Regions from separate parts of the Zea mays genome. Here region 2 is linked to region 1. Evidence: chromatin contacts called from public Hi-C data. All regions are on one chromosome and are shown on one strand. Each heading gives the region's core, a stretch centred on a gene start, on an enhancer-like site or on the middle of the called end of the contact. The rest is flanking DNA. Distances are from core to core; before and after follow the strand shown. Region 1 holds the start of LOC100285538 (ATP binding protein). Region 2 holds the start of LOC100281545.

What was found. Hi-C and Micro-C count contacts between places; a contact is called where the count stands out from the background.
Region 2: a Hi-C map of leaf shows a contact between it and region 1, with 5 times the contacts expected there. The contact joins the promoter of LOC100281545 here to the promoter of LOC100285538 in region 1. A contact is called at or near these places in 3 of 25 Hi-C or Micro-C datasets (ear and leaf).

Annotation. Positions count from the first base shown.
Region 1 is chr1:83,533,040-83,538,988 of Zm-B73-REFERENCE-NAM-5.0, reverse strand. LOC100285538 (ATP binding protein) reads left to right here and starts at 1,479. Exons shown (of 5, transcript NM_001158429.1): 1 at 1,479-1,803; 2 at 2,400-2,415; 3 at 2,492-2,565; 4 at 2,664-2,790; 5 at 2,879-3,428. The coding sequence starts at 2,413. The coding sequence ends at 3,178.
Region 2 is chr1:83,761,345-83,768,065 of Zm-B73-REFERENCE-NAM-5.0, reverse strand. LOC100281545 reads left to right here and starts at 3,241. Exons shown (of 5, transcript NM_001367262.1): 1 at 3,241-3,405; 2 at 3,569-4,414; 3 at 5,153-5,565. The coding sequence starts at 3,740.

The DNA.
Region 1 (5,949 bases), core at 230-2,729:
TAGAAAGTTAAAGAACAAGAAAGCCGAGAACAAAAGGGGAATGTTGGATATGACCTCGGGCTTGGTCAAAGGATTGGCTTAAGAACGAACTCGTGCCCTGATTAAAGGCACAATCCTATCCCACTAGTTGTGCCCCCTATCTTACAGTCACTATAAATATGAGGTAGGGGTCAACACATAAGCCAACACCTCCTGTTCTCCCATAAACCCTAGTCTCCACATACAATCGAGACATGAGCTCTCTATAGTGCCTATTGACCAGAATCACCAAACCCTAGCCATGCACCCGTAGAAACCAAAGTTCATATACTTCGCCCCAAGGCCCACTATGCAAGGATGAGTAGAACCAAACTAGGAAGCAGACGCTCAACTTCTAGATCTTACGGTGACCTCGACTGCCGCCGTCCACCTTGGGCCCGAAGGTATGCTACATATACTCCCTCACCCTCCTCCTCTACCTCTCATTAGTGTACAAGTTATGAACCTATTTGATCTACTAGATAGGACAAAGACGAGTTCAAAGGGAATCTACTAGTTCCTAAAGTCAAGAAAGGATATTCAGAATCATCAATCTTCAGAACCCAAATTACTTGTTAGATAATCAAGAATTGGGTGTCCTTTTTCAGCAATACAAATTTCTCTTCGCCATCAAATTAGAGGATCAAAGTACTTACTTAGAAGTTCATCACTTGCAACGAAGGAAACCAATACATCATCTTCAAGATTGGGAGGAACCTTAATCACACGCCTCACCTGTTAGTTAAGCAAGCTCATGTAGCCATGTCCTCTCTTTCTCCCTCATACTATATATTATGTTTAAATTCGACTCATTCCTCTCAGTGTCCCTTAACTTAAGGGAAGACTCTTCTCTGTGAACTAGGAGTCCTTCACTCCTATCACCTCATTATTTTTGAAATAAACTAAGTTTTTTCTTAAAAAGCAGGGGCATATTTAGGCGTAGGCATGGCCTAAATAGAACCTCTAGTACCCCTTAAAGCTTGACCTAAACTCGATCTGGCCTATGTGTGGCCCAGGCTAAGTACTGGTTGTTTGAACGCACTGAAGATAATAGTTAGTTAGCTAAAAAATGATATTGAAATTAGCTAGCTAACAAATAGCTAGATAACTATTAACTAATTTGCTAAAAATAGCTAATATCTGAACTATTAGCTAGACCGTTTAGATATCTCAGCTAATTTTAGCAGCTAAGTATTAGTTTTAGTATATTTAAACACCCTTTAGGGCTAGTTTAAAAATCTCATTTTTCTAAAAAATTTCTTTGTTTAGAGAGTATGAACTAATTTCTCTCGAGAAAATGTAAATATGTTGAAAAAATGGAGTTTCCAAACTTGTGCGTTTCAGCCCATCGAATTTCTTCGTATCTATCCCATTCCACTATTCCAGCATCGCCCTGGCGTGCGCGCACCACGCAGTCATCCTCGCTCGTGGGCCGTGGCGTCTGCCTGACTGCCTGTCTTGCAGTTGCAGACCGTCCAAAACCTGGTGGCCTAGTGGCGATCGGCGGCCGGAGCAGCTAAATCTACCGGCCCGGCGGCTGAATCGATCGGCGCAGCGACCAAATCTACGGCCGGCGGGCGGGAGGTGGTCCCCTGGAGGCCGGATCGGCAAGTGGGGACTTGGGGGCGTCGGGCTGCTGGTGGGGTTTCGCTGGAGGCTGCCGTCGTGGAGCACCGGCCACCGGGGCTGGCAGGCGGGCATCAGCGATGGAGTAAAGGGTGCAGCACGACAGCACGCCAGCGGCCAGCAGGGGGCACCGGGCAGGTGGGCAGCAGCAGGGGACAGGTAATACGATCGCCAATACGATTCCCCCACTTTGGGAACTGCAATCTCTATTTCGATCGTAAATTTCTCGTTTTTTGGGGATTTGTACAGCATAATTGGACAAGACATTGAAGTCAACTTTCTATCCTACTCCGATCTCCACATGTTTTACAACCAATGTAAAGCCAACCTTGTAGGCAAGAACCTGAAACAGTAGGCATAGAAGAACAACCAACGGTCTGGGAGTCGGGACAGGAGCTAGCAATGCAAAATGAGCGATTGACTAAATGGTTCATTTTACCCTTAGCTTTTATGAATTATCGGTATATGGGCTGGGTGGTTCAACAGAGCACCCAAACCCTAACGTAAGCTATGTGTGTTCGGGCCTGATCCAGTGTTATAATGATTCGGGCTGGTTGGTGCCTACTACGATTAGTCGCGATTAGTTGGTCCAATCAGTGCCATGGTAACTAGGATTGATTAGATAGTTTGATAACATTGGTCTGATCTAATTACATGTGTTATGCTGCTTGCTAACTTCGTTTTTTCTTTTGCAAAAAATATCCGGTATACGCCATCCACCCCTGGATGTATTTTCACTGAATTGGCTATCGTAGGCTGCAAGCAGAAATGGTAACTTGCTCTGAGTTAGAAGGTAGCTGATTGTTCAGCGTGGATAAATATTGTTTCTAACCAAATTAAGTTGCAGGACATTAAAGGTCTTGAGGCAGATAAACTGGAGTGCAGGCTCTATGTAGGGAACCTAGACTTCAGGATGTCAGAGTGAGTTACTTGTTTCTTGTATATCTATTTGCATGTTCTTTTCAAGGTTTGTCCTAGTGTTCTCCAAATTAATTAACATCGTTGTGTTAATTTTTCAGGTCCGATGTAATCAAGATGTTTTCCCCTTTTGGAAAGATTACAGCCGAGGATTTTCTGTGGCACACACGCGGTCCAAAGAGAGGCGAACCCCGGGGCTATGCCTTTGTTCAGTACACCACTAAAGAGGTAATTGTAGTATACATCTCCTGTGGCAAATGACAGTTGGTTATGGTATTCCCAGTTCTCACCTTTGGCACCTGATGTAAGCATTCAGGAAGCTCAGTTAGCAAAGGAGAAGATGAATGGAAAGTTAATCTGCGGACGCCCAATGGTAGTTCACCTTGCTAGTGAGAGAAGTTCTCTAGGCTCTTCAAGTTCACATAGAGCAGTCAAAGACAAGAAATTGGCAGGTGGTTCAGGTGCCAAATCACAATATACTGATACAGCTGCAAAGATAGCTGCTATAAAAAATAAGTTGAAATCTCTGGAGGATGGGGGATGTAGCACAAAAAAACCAAGACTTAATCCAGACAACTTGACAGAAATCAGGGAACAGTCTCATAAGAAGTTTTGAAGCGAGGATTTTTTTTCGTTCTCTGGAACATTGAGTGCTTTTGCCCTCTCATACTGGTGACACTTCTAAAGCTGCTGCTATTCTATAATTCTAGCTTCAGTTAGTCAAGTGAGTCACAAGTGTAGTGTTTCCACAGTGTATCAAATATGTACAATAGTTTGTACCGATCATCTTTTTCCTGAATGAATTGCCCTTTTGATGGGGGAATCATTGTGACTACATACTGTTTTGTTATTGACAACATATTCTCAGTGTGCCCCTGTTGAACATATGTTTCCTTAACTTAATTGTGTCGCATTAGTTTATCCACCTATACTTAAATCGCTGACCACACTTTTCTAGAAATACATCTTGTGTGCATAAAATTATTTTTATTTTTACTATTTTGGATTTAAACTAGACTCTAACATTTTGGAAACTTTCTATTATTTTGTTCTGTTCTGAAAGATTCTATTCTTGTTGGCGAAGTATTATATATTTATATTACCATTTTGTTTGTCATTCCACATAATGCAATATGATTCTACGGGTATGCCTCTAGGGTTTTATGTGCTTTCATGATTTTGTAAGAATATTCTTGCACAGGGAAGTTTTGTGAGAAACCAGTTCATCTGCACATGTCTACCTGCAAGTAGAACAAAACCCACAGCGATAATGTGAAAGCATGACAAAATCTAGCAGAGATCGAGTAATCATTTGCTTTCGCAATGCCCTGTTGGTGCTATAGTTCCTGACATGCATTAAATGCTCTGAGTTCCCTTGAATCAGTCTTGGTACTTGCTCGGTACATATTGAAAAGTAATCAGATTTATATCATCTGTCTGGTTCAAACATAGAATTGTTCTTTACTTCTTATATATGAGTGTAGCACCCTTAGGTGAAATTTTATACTTATTAGTCTGCTGGAATCTCGCCGGTTTAGTTTCTTTTCTTTTTGAAGCATGTGGTATATATGTCTGATTGCATGTGTGTACCGTTCTTTTATTTCATTAGGGAAGAAGAAAGAAACATTACATATGGAGAGGGGGGGGGGGGGGGGGAGAGGGAGCAAGAGCCAGAACCCAACACTCCTAGTTACAGCCACACCACACACACATTAAAACTAGACAACCCTAGGGAACCTGTTTAGATGCTATGCCCCCTCGTCTTGGCGCGCATCAAGCTAAGTGCCGAGTTACCAGCTAGCAGGCCCGGGCGGAGGCATGTGCGGCCCGTGCCCACGAACAGGGCCCCAATCCTCCAAGACCTCTAAAATAATAGTCACCAATAGTTTAACCAGTACACAGTTCAGTAATTAGCTCAGTAAGGAAAATAAATCAACTAATCTCTAAGCAAATCTTCTTCTCATGAGTCAAATCAGTTGTTTGTATGGTGTCTTTGTCTTTGATCACGACTACATCTCCATTTAAACGTAAATGTCGTTCAAGATTTCATTTTAAAGAATAATACTATCCAAATAAAATTATACAATACAAAATTGAATAGACAGCTAGACACAACTCTTAATATAATATTTTTATCATATTATTATAGCCTATATTAATATAGTTCTAATTTATAGATTGATATTCCGGAATTTTGTACAGGGCCTTAGATTTTACTGGCCCGGCCCTGCCAGCTAGGCACCACAGATTGCACTCCTCTGCCTCATTACTAACCACAGCAACACTAGGTGTAACCCCCTCAAAAATACAAGCGTTCTTGTTTTTCCAAAGCTTCCAGGCAACAAAATGATCATAGAGTTGAAACCTTTCTTAAGCTCTCTAGCCACTTGCCTGACCACCCTGGACCACCAGCCTGAAAATCTCCTATCATCAGGTTGTGGGGTAAGAACTGAAAAACCCAAGGCATCAAGAATTAAGTTTTGACCATTGAGATATTATATCACTTTGACATTATTTTTTTTCGGTATCATGTATATCAATTTGATCATTGATATTTAAAATTAGAGTTGTACATTATTGAAATACAAGTCATACTAATTGCATATTGTTAATATAAATTTTTTTCTGTATACTGATATTTGGCAGCCCAAACCAAAAATGTGATGACCGCTGTGATAACTTGCATTTGCAATTGGATGAAGTAACTTAAACCATCCTTTGGCTTTGTACTCTGGGTGTTGTTTCTATGGTTACAATCATGCCATCATTGACATCCATGTGTCGTCCAGGGTCATCTTTTGAATGATGATGCTAAGTCCTTTGAGTAAAGGGTCCACAAATATATAGTTCTAAAATCTAGGATGTGTGGGGGCAAAATGCACTGTACTGTTCATTCAGATGGTGTCATGTTATCATGGACAGTAGTTGACATGTGGTTGCTCTGTCTGATCTGTTCGTAAGTTTTGGAGCAAGGAGTAGCAAATCACTGACAATCAAGCAATTGTGGTCATTCATGTCTCCACCTGGAAAACCTATCATTTCTGCATTGCCCGTCATGAAATAATTAGACAGCTAGTTTTGTACTGTGAATCTCATTTTGTGTTTTATGACATATGCACATTTTTACCGTGCATTGAATTATTGACCTGATCGGTAGGCACATCCAAACAAACTGATCTTGCTGCAACGATAGCTAGTTAGCTACAACTAAAAAAAGTTAGGATCTCTGGAGGAAGATGGTTGTAGCGTAAAAGGACCAAGTCTTACATCGAATGGCTTGACAGACACCAGGTAACTCAACAGGTTTGAAGTGCTTTTTTTTTATTCCTCGAAATGCTTGGAGCTTGTGCTCTGTCATGCTGGTGACACTCCTAAGGCAGTTACCAT
Region 2 (6,721 bases), core at 1,992-4,491, 230 kb before region 1:
AGAGACTCGATCGAGCGAGCAATCTGCTTGTACTTCTCGGGGATGCAACAGAAGAGCTTCTCAACAGCTCTATCCTCATCGTAGGTGTCGTCGCCGAACTGTACCATCTTTATGCAACAGAGTGTTGAGGCGAAGAGCAAAGTCATCAACATCCTCACCTGGCTTGAAGGCCAGGTTCTCCCACTCCTTGCGAAGTGCCTGCAGTGTGGTCTTGCGGGCACGGTCGCTGCCGATGCGGGTCACAGTGATGGCGTCCCAAGCCTCCTTGGCAACCCGCTTCTAGGAAAGCGAAAACTGCATCTCGGGCGGGACTGCAGCAATGAGGGCATCCAGTGCCCGATGATCCTCGTGGTAGTCGACTTCGCCGTACCGAACTGCTTCCCACATGTGGCAAACCTAGAGCCGTACCCACATCACCGCGGCCCACTCAACGTAGTTGGTCTTGGTGAGGGTAGGCCACCCACCGCCGGGACCGATGTCCCTGACAATGGCCTGATCCATGCGGCAACCATGGTATCTATCCGGGGAGGGAGAGTCGCGTCGCCTGTAGAGGCCGCGATCTCCATCGACTCGGTAGCCGCCGCCGGGAGCAGCGCCGGCGTGTCTACGCCCGTCTGGGCTGCCGCTGCGGGCGCTCTCGCCCGGAGCGCCGTTAGCACGTCGATGCCTATCTGGGTTGCCGCCATGCATGCCCCCATGGGGATGCGCAGCTGCCCACTGTGCCGCCTGCTCTCGCGCTGCTTCCCTCGCCAGCCTAAGCTCTTCGTCGGTGTTGTCGTCGACAGAAGCAGAGCTGCCAGCTCTACTGTCGTGCAAAACCTCGAGCTCTGTCGCCGCCGCACATGCAGCATCCACCGCCTCCGCTGCTTCTACTTCCGCTCTCGCTGCTGCCAGTTCTGCCGCCGCCAGCCGTGCTGCCCTCGCCGCTGTCGCTGCAGCCGCCGCTGCTGCTCGCTCGTGTTCTTGTGCCACGGCGACCTCGGCCTCTTGCTGGCGCCGCGCACTCGAAGCGACCGAGCGTAGGGACATGGTGGGCTAGTTATGGGTCGTTGCGTGTGGAAGAGGCTGTCTCAAACGAAAGGCTGCTCGTCTGAGCAGGAGAGGAAGGAACAATTGGAGCTCTTGTTGCCGACTGAGTGTGTAGAGAGGCGCGGGAAGGAGATGAGCAAGAAATATTTAAGCTGCATGATAGTTTGGCTCCGATACCAATTGTAAGTAGAGGGACTCTAACTCTCATCAAGAGGATGACAATATGAGTTGGGGCAATTTTTCTATTTATTTCCTCAAACACTACACAATGCCATACCCATCTAAGGGTTGGAGACACATATTTATAGCCCTAGAGGTTGCACTACCACACCTTCTCTCACACATACACACTACACAACAGGATTGTCCTCTAGATGCTAAAGAGACTACAGAGGACAGTCAAAAAGCGACTGCTGTCCTCTAGATGCTAAAGAGACTACAGATGACAGTCAAAAAGCGAATGTTGTCCTCTAGATGCTAAAGAGACTACAGAGGACAGTCAAAAACCGAATGTTGTCCTCTAGATGCTCAAGACTTATTCCATCATGGGAAACTATCTGCTCGGGTAATAAGCAACAAAGGGGGGCCTAGGTGTAAAAGACATGGGGCTCTAGAACACATGTCTTCTGATGAAGCTGATTCACAAACTTCACTTGCCTGCCTGCTCATCTTGGGTAGCCTAGGTCCAAGAAGACAACACTATCCGCCCTATTGGCGAACACTGGAGAAACCTTCAACAAGTCATCCCTTTATACAGAGCTATTACCTCTGTCGTCCTTGGCAATGGCAAAAGCACAAACTTCTGGCTAGACAAGACTGGCTTCACTGTGGCCCGATAGTAGACTGTTTCCCCTCTCTGTCTAGCCACACAAAAACTACTATAGGTGGTAAATGATGGACTGTCGCTTCAGCTCACCAACCACCTCAGCACAGCGGCTCACCATGAGCTTGTGGAACTGCAACATCTGATCCTCCTCGTGACCTTGTCCGAACATCACGATGAGAGGCGTAGTCCTCTGTTTGGGCATGACGGGGGCCTGAAAACCGCAGCTCTTTACATGATGTTTCAAAGCTCAGCCTACCCAAGTTCATCGGCAAAGAAGTTAGTTTGCTGACAGTTAACAATCATCAACTGTAGACGGTTGTTGATGGACCTTTGCCGAGCGTTGTATTTCACCAAGAGCTTGGCATTCGGCAATGCCCCCTTTGCCGAGCACCAGTGTATGCCGAGTGTTTTGCACTCGGCATAGGAGGTCTGTGTCGAGTGTCTTTGTTCGCTGAGAGTGTCCGATAAATTGCTCTCGCCAAAACGCTAGACACTCGACAAAAGAGTCTGATTTGATTTGATAGTGTAAAGATATGCCCGTAGCTTATTTTGTTTCTACTTCATCCTATAAAAGGTGCTCGATCGACATGATTGGAATAGTAGAATAGACGGGGGCGCGTTGCTTATGAAGTCAATCCGCGGAAGGATTGCGCACTTATAGCCGGATTAAGGAGGAAGCAAAATCATGGAAGGTGTATGAGAGTTACGTGGCGGCCCCACGCCCATGGACAGCGTCCGGGAGCAGCTGGCCCCCACCGTTGCCTCCATCAGGCTGTTTTTTAAATGGCGGTTAGTTGGCAGGCGTGGACCACGGACGTAGGTCTCCTGGCCCCACCGTCGGCGGCTCGGCGCCAGCTGGGACTGGGAGTCTGGGAGGCAGGCAACTAGTCGTACTAGTACTGCTAGCGCTCGCTTCCCCGCCGGCCGCTGTTGGACACGCACGCCTATGCTAATGCTATGCATCGGTCCATCGTTTCGTTTGCACAATCTGGAGGCATCATGTCATATACACTGGCCATCCTGCCAAGTGCCAACTGCCATCGCCAGGTATTGTAAACACTACTGGTACAGTAGTAAGCACACGTACGCTCATGGCGCGGCACAGGTGGGGGTGGGGTGGAGGAGCAATCAGCAGGCGGGGGAAGAGAATCTGTCGGAACGAACTAACGATCGAAACAGTGACGCTGCAACCGCCACCAGGCACCAGCCAGCTAGCTATCTAACCGATCGAGCGACGACCGACGGGCGAGCGAGCGAGGAGAGGATCGCTCATCGGTCGCTGCTTCACTAGCTCGTCGGCGGGGGGGATCGCCCGCCTCTCGCTCTCTCCTCTCGTCTCGTCTTTCTAGCTGCGACTGTGTACTATACTAGTCCGCATCCGCACACTAGCCAGTAGTTGTCCAATTCTCCAAGTGGTTCAGAGGAGCTAGCAGTACCTCACGCGGAGTATATGAGCGAGTGTTGGCACTGGCGCTGTCTATCCGCCTATCATCCCTCCCCAGCCCGAAAAGCTATGGCCCTGAGCTCTCCTCCCTCGCCCTGGCGCAAAGGTGCGTGCGTCGTCGCTGCCGACGCTGCTAGCGTTTGCTGCGTCCGTCTCCTTCGCTTCCTTTTCCCTTCCCCCTAGCTCCCTCGGCTCTGCTGCTTTGCCTTGCGCGCCTTTGTACTATTTTACTCCGCCTTTCGATTCTGCGCTGAGCTTTTCATCTCCAGTGTAGTGTAACGTACGTCAAGCCATCCATCCATCCATCGGCAGTTCGGCACCCGGCCAGCCGGCGGGCGCGCTGGGCTGCCTGCGGCTACACGTACGTCGTAATCCCGCTCTCCCGCCTCGCCCGCCCCGGTCGTCCCGGGCTCCCGGCCACAACAACTACACATAGACACATGGCGCATGATGAGCCAGGTTTCGCGTACGCGGACTACTTCGCGGCGGCGGCCGGCGCCGTGGCGACGTTCGTGCCGGAGGTGGACGTCGGCGGCGGCGGGGAGGAGGGTCTTCACCTCTACGGCCTGCAGCCGCACCACCAGCAGCCCGGGGTGGAGATGTACGGGGCCAGGGGCCACATGCCGCCGGCCGCGATGATGGCGGCGCACGGCGGCAAGGCCGCGCTCGGTCTCGACGTCGCTTCTCCCGTCGTCGGCGGGCACTTCGGGGACGACCACCTCCGGCAGGCTCTCCAGGCGCCGCTGTCGCTGTCGCTCCACGACGACGGGACCGCCGACGCCGCGCCGCTGGCGCTGCACCACCACCACCACCATCTCGGCGGCGTACCGCAGGCGCAGCAGCACCAGCCGCCGGGGGCGTGGCCACAGCCGCAGCAGCAGGGCGCGTGGCACCTGCGCGGCTCCAGGTTCCTGCGCCCGACGCAGCAGCTGCTGCAGGAGTTCTGCACCCTGCCCGTGGACACCGTCACCAGCACGCCCGCGAAGCCAGCGAGCGTGGAGGACGGCGTCGGCTCCTCGTCCTCGGCGGCGGCCCCGTCGCAGCAGATAATCCAGGCCATGGATGCGGCCGAGCTGCAGAGGCTCAAAGCCAAGCTCTACGCCATGCTCCAAGAGGTCCTCCTCTTTCTCCGATCGCTCATCAGTCATCAGTCATCATGCCTCAAACCCTCTCTCAGGCAGCAACAGCAGGCGCGCACAGGCCACATGTCCAGCAGCAGGATCAGGAGCCCTTGCTACTTGTCCTTGGAAATCTGAAAAGCTGCATGCAACTGGGAGTTCAGTTATGGCTTGTCTGAAGACACCTACTGGCCTTGCCATCTGCTTTTGGAAACCTCCATTCCTTAGCCTCCAACGCATCTGTACAGGGTAACCTGTAGGCTGCACCGCTGTAGGCTCCCGCAGATCAGCAGGGCCGTGTCATGACCCCATCACCCTGCATCTGCAGCTCCAGATCTCTGCATAGCTAGCAGCACTGCTCGGCTGCTCCATAACTGGTCTACTCTCTCTCTCTCCTCCTATCTTCACTTCTTCAGTCGGTGCCCGTCTCCTGCTCCCTCGTCTTAATCCCTCTCACATTTACCCTGCTTGCTGTTCCAGTACGTATATGCTGCACGGCTGTACAGTGCGATTCATTTGGTAGGTGCAGCTAGCCAGAGTCACTGCACTAGTCAAAGTCGAGTACTTACACGAGTATACCAGCAGACAGCTACAGTGTCATCAATCCGGGAAGCTAGCTGTTGCCGTTTGTGATCGATCGAGAGCTTGGTTCCTTTGCATGGCATGGCATGGCATGGCGTCCAATATGGTTGGTGGTGCTCTCCCTAACTTTAACGGTGACGTACGACGATGCAGGTGGAGAGAAGGTACCGGAGGTACCGGGAGCAGATGAGGGCCGTGGCGGGGTCCTTCGAGGCGGTGGCCGGGGAGCGGGCGGCGGCGGCGTACACGAGGCTGGCGCAGCGGACGATATCCAGGCACTTCCGGAGCGTGAGGGACGGAGTGGCGGCGCAGATGCAGGCGGTGCGCCGGGCGCTCGGCGAGAAGGACGCGGACGACGGCGGCGTCGTCCCGGCGGCGGCCGGGATGATGGCCAACAAGGGGGAGACCACGCCCAGGCTGCGGGTCATCGACCAGTGCCTGCGGCAGCACCGGGCGTACCAGACCGGCGTCGTCCTCGAGAGCCAGCCGTGGAGACCGCAGCGCGGCCTGCCGGAGCGCGCCGTCTCCATCCTCCGGGCGTGGATGTTCGAGCACTTCTTGCACCCGTAATATCATCGTTCCGAACTCTTGCTCCTTCCATCCCGCTCAGTAAATTTGCACGCTTTTGTGTATAGGATTGGCGCCCAAGTTAAGATAATCTTCGCCCGGCCGTGCCTAAACACCCATCCAAGACAAGTCGTACCGCCCTAACAAACTAAAGAGGCTAGTAGCAATCATCCATGTGAATCGTGCTAGCTACTCCTAAAAATAGTGCTTCGCGTTCTTCTTCGTCCCAAATTATAAAACTAAAGCGATCAAGCTTTTATAAATGCACAACTTTTAGTATGCATTTAAATACATATTATATCCTGAATAAATAATAAATATAATATAATATATCTAAAAAAATAATTTTATAATTTGAAATGAAGGAAGTAACATTTTACCCCGTGCTCTGTTATATATGACATCATTAATTCTGAGCCATATACATTTTATTTCCATTAAAGTTGGACATATAATTATATGATTTTTTTTCATAACTTAATACAAATGAATTTACTACTCCCGTTAAGTATATTTTGATTTTTTTTCAATACATATATTTACTGTGATAAATTTATTAACCACACCTTTTCAATTTCATCCGCCAAATAGTACTTCTCCGTATTTTTATGCCAAAAGTTTCTAAAGTTCGTTTACTATCTATCCATGAAGTATATATATACACTTCATTCCTTCATTCAAAAATGTTAAGTATATTTTGATAGGTCAAAAGTTAAATAAAATAAAATTTGACCCCTATTTTCTTCTACAGTAAGTTGCGTCTCAATATTTCTCATAGACACTTCGGTTTGGATACAAATCTATCAATGCAAGTAGTATGTTCTACTCTTGTGTATAATATGCGATTAAAGTTTGTGAAATTAAAATTTTGCCTATATAAAATATGCCTACAATAATTATGGGATGGAAGGAGTATGTGAGAATGGATGGAGTACCTTATTAGTGATCTATTACTATTCTTCAGCAAAGGTAATATCATATGTCAAGGACAGTTATGGGTTGTTATACTTTGCGCTTATGTACTCCTAGTTAGTTATCCCCATAGATATATGCTACTTGCCTGGTTGTTGCAATACTATTTTCTCACTATATTAGCATCCCCAACTGAAACAAAATAAGATACCATTACATGGTTATATATGGTGCTTTAATTAA